Regions from separate parts of the Mus musculus genome. Here region 2 is linked to region 1. Evidence: chromatin contacts called from public promoter capture Hi-C data. All regions are on one chromosome and are shown on one strand. The core of a region is the stretch at or near the end of the contact, and the rest is flanking DNA. Distances in the headings are between cores, read along the strand shown. Region 1 holds the start of Dpyd (dihydropyrimidine dehydrogenase). Region 2 holds the start of Ptbp2 (polypyrimidine tract binding protein 2).

Region 1 (4,525 bases), core at 1,353-3,852:
AAAACATTGATTGCTATCTGATAATATTTTCATTGAAATGTCACTTGAGAAAACACATGGTTTAGCAAACTCAGCATTGCTTTGAACTTCAGAGACTGAAGTGGGGAATAAATGCATATACATAATATTGGTCTAAAGACATATGAGCTATATGTGTACACTTGTGCATAAAAGTTGTGCACATTATTTTTCAATATTTGAACATGTATGTATCTTTGCTGGTACTTATGATTATCTATGATGGCTATGTATCTCCACAAGGACATGGTTGACTTTAGAGAAATGGTAATAATTTGGAGGTAAGTTTGGATCCTGGGAACTAGAGGAGAATTTGCCCTTAGACTATACTCCTGAATATAGAAGTAGTTACAATGAGCTATTTTAATCACAGATTTGTTGATTGATACTGTGACTCATTCTCCACAATGGAGAGAAACTACAGTTTTTCCAAAGCATTTTTAAATGCAGAATCTCCTGTCCCTTTAGTCAGTAATTCTTGTATGTTTCAAGCCCAGACAAGGAACAACATGTTCAGTAGACAGCGAAGTCAGACACTGATCCTGTTTATTTTGGAACCTGCATCTGAAACAGAAGACTTATATCAAGCAAGTCACATGCGAATGAGCAGGCAAATAAACTTGACATGACCATTAAGAAAAACCTAGGCTGTTGTAAGCTAGAATGGCAGAGGTAGGCAGGGCAGGTCTAATTTCTCTTGGTGGTTGGAATGATTCAGAGGCTCAAGGATTAGTGAGAAGGGAAGCAGTATCTTGGGGAGAGAAATGAGGAGAATCAGGGAAGAGATGAAAGTTCAGAACAATGCTTGGTGGGTGTAACAGTTGTTAGGGAGGAGAGACCCCAGTGAGGTAGAAGGTGGACAGGAGCTTGTCACGCAGATATGAACAAGAAGGATAACAACAACAACAATAACAACAACCAAACAAACCCCAATTGTATGTGGGCTGCATTGGGCCACTGAAAAAGGTCACATCTTGTGGGTGGGGGAGCGAGGGGGCTAATTCATATTTAGAATCCCACTCTAGAGTTCAGGAGACTTAACAGCAGAAGCTGACATACCCGTTTCCAAGTGACTCAAGATCTGGTTAGAATGGAAAAATCCTTAAAGTTGGAGAAAGATTAAATGAATGAGTGAGAATACAGAAGCCAAGGGTGAATCTGGGGGTTCTATTTAACCCTCTAGCTTTTATTGTTGTTGTTGTTGTTATTATTATTATTATTATTAATTTTTGTGTGTGCTAATAGTTGATTGAAGGGACAATATGTGTCCAACCACTGGAAGTTTCAAGACCTTAAAGGTAACCAGGTGGTTTGTACTATAAGCCCTCTCCAGGCATCCAAGACTGCCCCCCATGTGTTCCTCTTTTTCTGCCAAGTGCAGGCACCACAGTTTGTGTCCTGCCAGTCTTGTTGTCAGAGCAGTGATGAGCCTTCTTGAAGACCACATCTAGAAAACCCAACATGGCAGTGTTACACTGAAAACAAAACGAAGCGTTAAGTACATGTCGAATTAAAAGAAAATGGATAAAGTAACGAAAAATACCAGCGAGGAGGGAATCATATGATTCCAAAATTATCATGATCTAGCCAATAGGACGAAGTGCCCTGTGTGCCTTAAAAGAAACAGATAGCACCATGAGAGAAGATGTCCGACTTAGAAAATGGTCTGGCGCCTAGGCTGCCACAAAGTTGAGGAGAGGACTAGTCTGATGACATCATTGTTTCTCCCTACCAACTATGTGACCAAATGCACAAAATAAACAACCCCTGTTCATATTTATGAACGTCACATTTTAGAATATTACTATATATTTTTAAAAAAATAGGCATGGACTGCCATGCAGAAAGAAAGCCTTGATCCTCTACAGATACCCTTTCACTAAAGTAGTAGCTCTCAACATGTGCATGGAGACCCCTCTGGGACTCTTTTGGGAGTGGAAAGACCCTTTCACAGGGGTCACCTAAGATCATTGGAAAACACAAGTATCTACATTACTACTTATAATGGCAAAATTATGATTTTGGAATATCAATGAAATAATTTTATGGATGGGGATTACCACACATAAGGAACAGATTAAAGGGTCGCAGCATGAGGAAGGTTGAGAACCATCTCACTATAGGCTGTTCTAGACTGTGGATACTGATGTCTGTCTGTCTTCTTGTGCCCTAGGCTCCCCAATACTACTACTCCCCCAGAACAGCTTCAAAAATCCTTCCAGCCTATTTGCTGGTGGCCAGAGGAACACAGGTACTCCCTGGTCCCTGGAGAGTTCTGGGACATCTTATTCTTTAATCTTTGTTTCTGCACGTTGCAGGGCTCAGAACTCAGAAGAACATCAAAGACGCAATTGTTTGCTTTTAATTCTGGGGATCTCTGACACCTAAACCCGCCTACCAAACTCAACCTTGGGGAGCAAAGGCCAGCACAACCAGAAATTCTCTGGAACAGAGCCCGGCAGCTTGGGACCAGTGGAACGGTGTGGCTGTGAGGCGTGCCTTGAGCGTTGCCCCGCCCCAGAGGCGTGTCTTTAGCATAGCCCCGCCCCTTCCATATTGCCTTGGCTCGGGCAGTCAGTGCACCAGTGCTGGGGCAAGCTGAGGCTTTGGTGCGGGGCTGGAGGCTGCTGCAGCAGAGGGAGGGTCTGTGTGCGGGAGTCTGAGGCCAGAAAGCGCTGCCATGGCGGGTGTGCTGAGCAGGGACGCGCCGGACATCGAGGTACCGACCGCGGCCCTGGGGTGGGAGGGTCACAGAGGGGCGGGAGGCCCGGGGGCGCACCCGGGACAGAGCTGGAGATCCGCGAAGTTTCCCCGGGAGAGACTTGCGGACCAGGCTGGACACTGTACTCCGGCACCAGGACCTGGTTACTTCGTAGGAGACTTAAAAGTGGCCGTCTCTCTCTGCCCTAAGTCATAGTGACCCAGAGGCTCAGAGTGCAGAGGCTTGGACTCCAGGGGACAGTAGCTCCACTTCCCGCCCAGGGAACCCTCTAACTCCTCCTCTGTCCCCTCCGTGGTTTTGTGGGACAACCACCCAGTGACCCACCTATAATAACAAAGCCCCGCAGTATGCAAAAGTGGAGCATAGAAATCCAAGATCCAGGCCGCTGTTTCGAGCGGCGCTGGCCCTGGTATTGTTTACCACTTAATTTCACATTTGGAAAAAATGGAACGAAGTACAGAAGACATTGGAAAGTGCGACCTCCCCGGAAAGAGATACACAAACTGCTCTGTTCTCTCCTCTCAACAGTGTTTGATTCTCTCTTGTTCTCTGTTTCTTCCAAAAATCTCATTTTTCTGAGAACGATCCCCTACCTGAAATAGCAAAAAATTTTTCCTCTGAGTTCTATATACTTTAATGTGTGTGTTGGGAGAAAGATTTGAGTTATGGCCGTGATTTTAATCACGCTGAATCAAAGCCTGTGTCTCTCAGGTTTCAGTTCCGTTTTGTTTAGGGAATTTTCTTCGAGATAAAAGCAAAACAAAACTTTTGTAGAATATTCGTGTTCTCTTCCCTTACTGTTTCCTTCCCTCCTGCCCGGCCCCCTTTTCCCACCTTCTGTGTGTTTGCTTAGAAATAACACACCCTTTCCCCTCCCCCTCCCCCTCCCCCTCCCCCTCCCCCTCCCCCTCCCCCTCCCCCTCCCCCGTTTGTTCTGCTCTTTAAATACAAGTTTAAAGACACCTGTTTGCAGCAGGATAGCTAACTGGTTTTCTTCTGCACCCTGCTCTCCCCGCACCCTGCCGTCAGTGATAATGAACCTTTATATGCTCTTAAAAGAAAGCTGATAGTGTTCTAAGAGCCTTCATATTTTCCTTTGATAAATCCACTGTAGCAGTAAGAGCAAAGGATAACGTGTTGACTTCTTTCTCTGTGTAGTTTACTTAGACTTTTCTTCACAATTTCTTTCTTGGCTATTGAACAATATGACTGATATAATGAACTATATGTGTGTGCATGCAGGGCACAGGATACCTACCATGTCTGATCGAAGTCATGGTCTCTGGGTACTATCTTTGATTTAACACCCCTGGGACATTTTTGGTTTTGTTAAAGTAAATCAGTTAGCAATCCTTTGGCAGCATCCAGGCTTTACAGTTGTCAGGAATCAGGGTGTCACAGATCGGATGGCTTTTGTTTAATTTCAGAAGAGTGTTTCAAGCTTAGCTGACTTCATGTTTTATGTTGTTTCTCATGTGCTTGTCTTGAAAAAGCAGTTCTTATCTGTATTCTTATGAGGAAAATGATGCCGGTGAGGTACGAAGTGTCCAGTTTAATTGTATAAGTTTTCATCAAGAACATTTATTCCCTCTGGGCCTTCCTGGTTCATTCAGATGAGCGTAACATTGCTGTGTGTGACTCCCACTTGATGCACACCTTACAACTTGGAGTGGAGGCATTCACTGTCTTCAGCATTTGTACTTGTGTGCTCCACACTCTCATCAGTCGCATCTTTTTTTTTCTTTTTCACCCACAATACTTTACTTTCCCCTCAAAGTAATACCC
Region 2 (4,525 bases), core at 1,325-3,824, 1.2 Mb after region 1:
GGTCAACTTCACTAAACCAGGTACACTTACAGTTCTCCTAAGGGTATTTATATGCATGGGGTTTTATATTTATACTTATAATTAAGGTTGAGGGACAGGAGAAATCCTATTACAGGCTTGGGCATAAGTTAAAAGACAAAGAATCTGTCCTAACAAGGTGGAAAGGCTTGCAACCAACCAATCTGTAATGCACCAAGACACTAAAAGGTCTGTCTATGCCTTCAAGGAAGTGCCAGATGGTAGGCATGGAGTCAATTGTAAGGGCTGAGCAGTTTTTCTACCCAAGAAGTGAGGGAAAAACCTACACACACAAGAAAGCTCTTCAACAACTCAAGCTGGAAGGACTTAAAGCAACTGTGTCCTTCTTCCATGTCAGGACAACTGATTACCAGTGTGATTCATGCCTAGCACACACATTTCACTTTAATCAGAGTCAACTGTTTTAAACTAACACTTTACACTACTTAAAGAGGTTAAAAAAAAATCTGCTTATTATCAAGTAATTAACATACCATGGTCATTATCAATATCCAACTGTACAGTTGTTTATAGACTCTGACTTTACAAATTAAAGGAAATATTTTAAGCTTGGCTTTTGTTGTCAAGGCTAACTGAAATTTTCCACTCTTTACAATGGTACCATATCCAACATCCCCAGTTTCCACGTTACTTTCAAACATAATCTCCTACCTTCACACCAACAGCAACCTCAGTGACAATTCTGTAAAGGAAAAAATAAAAGTGTCAACCTCTTACTCTTCTAATGATCAATGCTTAACTTTAAAACTTTTAAGATCTTTTATAAATTACCCAGGCCCTGGCAATACACAGATGCTCAGTGATAATTTTTTTTAACTATTATTTACCTGGAGGTTTTTTGTTTTTGTTTTTTGTTTTTTTTTTTTTTTAGAAATAATTTTGAACCATTCGACGTTTCAGTCAGTTTATGATCATTTTTAAGAACCTTTAACAGCAAGATGAAAATGCAGAAACACTATACTATTCCTAACGTGCTTATATACTGACATCAGCAACGTTGAGTGAGTTCTTTGGTAACCTAAACAAAATCTGGAAATTGGAAAACTGTCTGGGGATAATTCACATGTCTAAAGCTACATTTCCTGTGGTAAATAATATCCCATTAAGGTAATTTGTGGCAATGATGTTTAAAGCCTTTTTATTATCTCTTCTAAAACACCAGATAACTAACTCTAGACTGATAACCTATTGAATAAACTCGGATTTTACTTTCTTAGACTCGTCAAATCCAGACCCTCAATTTTAATAAAGGTTCATGTTCACTGGGTCTCTTTTCGTGCCCCTTCCTCTCTGTGGGCTGTGAACTGTGGCCCCCTTCTCTGAACAATGAGTTGAACTGGGTCGTTCGGGATGTGGAGTTAACAAGGGCGCGACATTGGTGAGCCTCCTCTTTTCTTCTCACAGCTCTCTCATCTCACTCAGCATCCTCCGGTCTTCACGCCCAGCCTCTCCAAAGATGCAACACGACTCTGATCCATGTTCCATATTTGCTTGGGGGGCTGGTGTGGGGGGGGGGGTGTTTGTTTTTATTTTTGTATTTTTTTTTCCTCCAGAAACTAATCAAAGTAGGGGGCGGGGGAAGGCCAACCCTGTGTGGATTATCTGTTGTCTGCCTTGCGTGGCTTGTGGCCTTTGCCCATGTGACTGATGCTGCCTCTCCAACACTTCATGGGGGTTTGGTTTTGTTTATGGCTTAATTTCTGGGCCCTGTGGGCCGAGCCCCGAATTCTTGTTGTTGTCGTTGTGGTGGTGGTAAAGGCATTCCGATGGCCTCCCGCCCCCGCTCCCAGACTCGGATGAAAACAAAGGAGTGTGACATGTGCCCTCCTCCCTCCCGCCGCCACGCGCCCTCCCCTTCCCCGCAGCTCCCACTCGGCGCTCCGGCCGCGGCGTTTCGGGCGAGGCCGGGGATGGCGGGCCTCGCTCAGGCTTCGCGCTCCGCACAGGCCTCCGCGGCTTGGCCCGCTCGCGCCCGCGCCGCCGCCGCCGCCGCCGCCGCCACCCCAGGGTTCGGGTCTCCCCGCGGCGTCGACATGGCTCCCGAGGGGGCAGGGCCGCCCCGGGCTTCCCGCCCCATCCCCCGCAGTCGGGCCGCCCCGCGTCCCCACAGCAGCCCCGAGGCCTCCCCGGCCTCCCAGCCGCGGCTGCGGTTCGAGCCGGTAGCCGGAGCGGCCGAGGGAAGCCCGGGGAGGGGTGTGTGTGATGGGGCGGGGGTTGGGTAACGGCGGCGCGGCCTGGGAGGGGCCGCCCGAGCCCCGCTTCCCGGGACCCGACCCGACCCGGATCCCGGCCGCCGCCTCGCCGGCCTCCTCTCCCTCGCCCATCTCCTCACGGGCTCCCGGTACCTACCCGTCCATTGCCGAACCGGACAAAGCTTCGCTCCCAAGAACCGAGCCACGCAGCCAGCGAGCCACACAAGCGGCGAGAAAATGGCGGCCAGGGCCCGACGGAAATTGCCGAAGGTGCCGGAGCGCACGGGGCAGCGCGCGGCGGCGGAAAGAGCCGAGCGCGCGGGCGCCCGGCGGCGGCGGGAGACGAGCGGCGGGGCACAGGGACCGGGGGAGTGGGCGCCTCCGCCGTTGGCTGCCTCCGCCCGCTTGCCCGCCCGCCCGCCCGCGCGCGCACTGCCTCCCGCCCTCGGAGACGAGCCCGCTGCAGTGGCTGGCTGACCTGGGTTCTTTCTCTTCCGTGGGCGGTGTGAGTGGGACAGCCTGCAGCCTGCACCGTGTGTGCCTCAGGCTAGCCCGGACTGCAACCCTGCTGCTCTCAGGCTGCTTCCACTCTTCCTTCCAACCTCAAGCTGCATTATTACCACAAAGGACCAATCCCAGGCCCGGCCCGGGCACCCTTCGCCCTCTCAGCTCTAGAGAAAAAGACTTTATAGCTGCATCCTAGACCTCGTTTACAAATTCTTCATCCTCAAAGAGCTTACCCCCCTGGTCAAGATCCATTGCTTAGGAAAATATAACAACATCTCCTAATTAAGGACTGCTCACCAGCTTAGTGTTTGCTTACAAACCTGGAATCAATCAGGCCAAGAGGAAGAAAAGGTGATTCTCATGTGGGTTGGTAATTTTTGTGCATCTGTTAGGAAAAACATATATTCCAAGATCCCTACATGGGAATGGCCACACGCTGAGCGAGCGAGGTGGCAGAAAGCGTTCCTGTATTCCAACATTTGGGGATATGGAAAGAGGAGGCCAATTGAGTTAGCATTAGTTACAGGGGATGAAAATGTTAAAACGGCCTAGACAAAAATCACTTTTCCATAGAACTAAAGGTCTTAATATCATAGAACATGTTTTCCGTTCTTCTTTAATGTATTTGTATCATAGCCCCAGCAACATTTGGTTTCGGAAAATGTTCCCGGCATGCCACTAATGCCAGCACCACCCTTTGCTCTTCCCTACCTCCTCCAGCACTTACCAACTGTGTCTGTCCAGGTGTCCTCCATACCTCCTCCAGATCTGCCGCGTCCCCTTCAAGAAGCCTCTTGCCCTTACCACCTGGAATTTCACCTCACTAAATGGGAGATTGTATATTATTTTTAAAAGATAAGTCAGAACCTGGCCCCAGCTACTCCAGAGGATGAAGAAACTTAGTGAGACCTTGTTTCAAAGGCAATCAACAACAACCACACACATATGTGCACTGTTGTTGCTCTAAGAACGTTTCCAAGCCACCACCTGGTCAAATAGTCTTGATTTGCCTTAGGGATTGTCGATTCTTTTTAAAAATCTAATTTCCGGCAACACCTCCCTTCTATCTATACTTTTGACTTATGATACGTAAAGGCCCCATTATCATTTCCATTAATAATAGTTTTTCATGGGTTGTGGTTTTGTTCACATAGTTTCAACTCAACAATTAAATCTGTATGCTCCCAGAGGGAGGGAGGGAGGGAGGGGATCCAGGATGCATTCTCCATCTTCTTCGCACTGGCACAATCAACACTGATAATTGGTTCTCGTTTTATCTCAGGGAAGACAATCTGGGTCAAGAAGAGCAGAACTTCTGTCAAGTGTCAGATGTTCACTAAACTACAACCTTTTGTTGGTCTTCTAATAAAGTATAAGGGCAAACCACAGCACAGTCAATATGCTGGCTTATTTAAGTCAACACTTCGGTAGGAAATATGTGAGGTAGTTCGCAAGGCAAGACACATAAAGCACTAGATTTTAAAATGTAGTAAAGAAATAAGGGTTTAAAGTTGGGAATGATGCTGATGTATCAGCACACAGCAATAGGCTCCTCTGGACATCTACCTGAGGTTTCTGTTTCAAGCCATTTGTTCAGTGGTAAACCGTGGCTGGGAAATATTAAGTGTAAAATCTAGACATGATTTATAGTTTAAAATTCTGCACCATTCTGAGGTAAAGCATAATGAAATCGCCTCCATCTCACTCTCCAGTCAGGACATGGGTCACCTCTATGTTCAGTGTATCAAGGCTAAACACGCTATCTTCCAGCTAGCTTATTCAATGAA

Evidence for each region. Promoter capture Hi-C pulls out the DNA fragments that hold promoters and counts their contacts.
Region 2: a promoter capture Hi-C map of embryonic stem cells shows a contact between it and region 1, with 5 times the contacts expected there. The contact joins the promoter of Ptbp2 here to the promoter of Dpyd in region 1. A contact is called at or near these places in 6 of 39 promoter capture datasets (cranial neural crest, embryonic stem cells, frontonasal cranial neural crest and 3 more), 1 of 484 Hi-C or Micro-C datasets (embryonic stem cells) and 2 of 115 datasets of contacts at active chromatin or transcription factors (astrocytes and embryonic forebrain).

The regions. Positions count from the first base shown.
Region 1 is chr3:118,559,578-118,564,102 of GRCm38.p6, forward strand. It overlaps Dpyd (dihydropyrimidine dehydrogenase), which reads left to right and starts at 2,603. Exons shown (of 23, transcript NM_170778.3): 1 at 2,603-2,737. The coding sequence starts at 2,699.
Region 2 is chr3:119,780,814-119,785,338 of GRCm38.p6, forward strand. Ptbp2 (polypyrimidine tract binding protein 2) reads right to left here and starts at 2,575. Exons shown (of 14, transcript NM_001310711.1): 1 at 2,389-2,575; 2 at 691-721. The coding sequence starts at 2,396.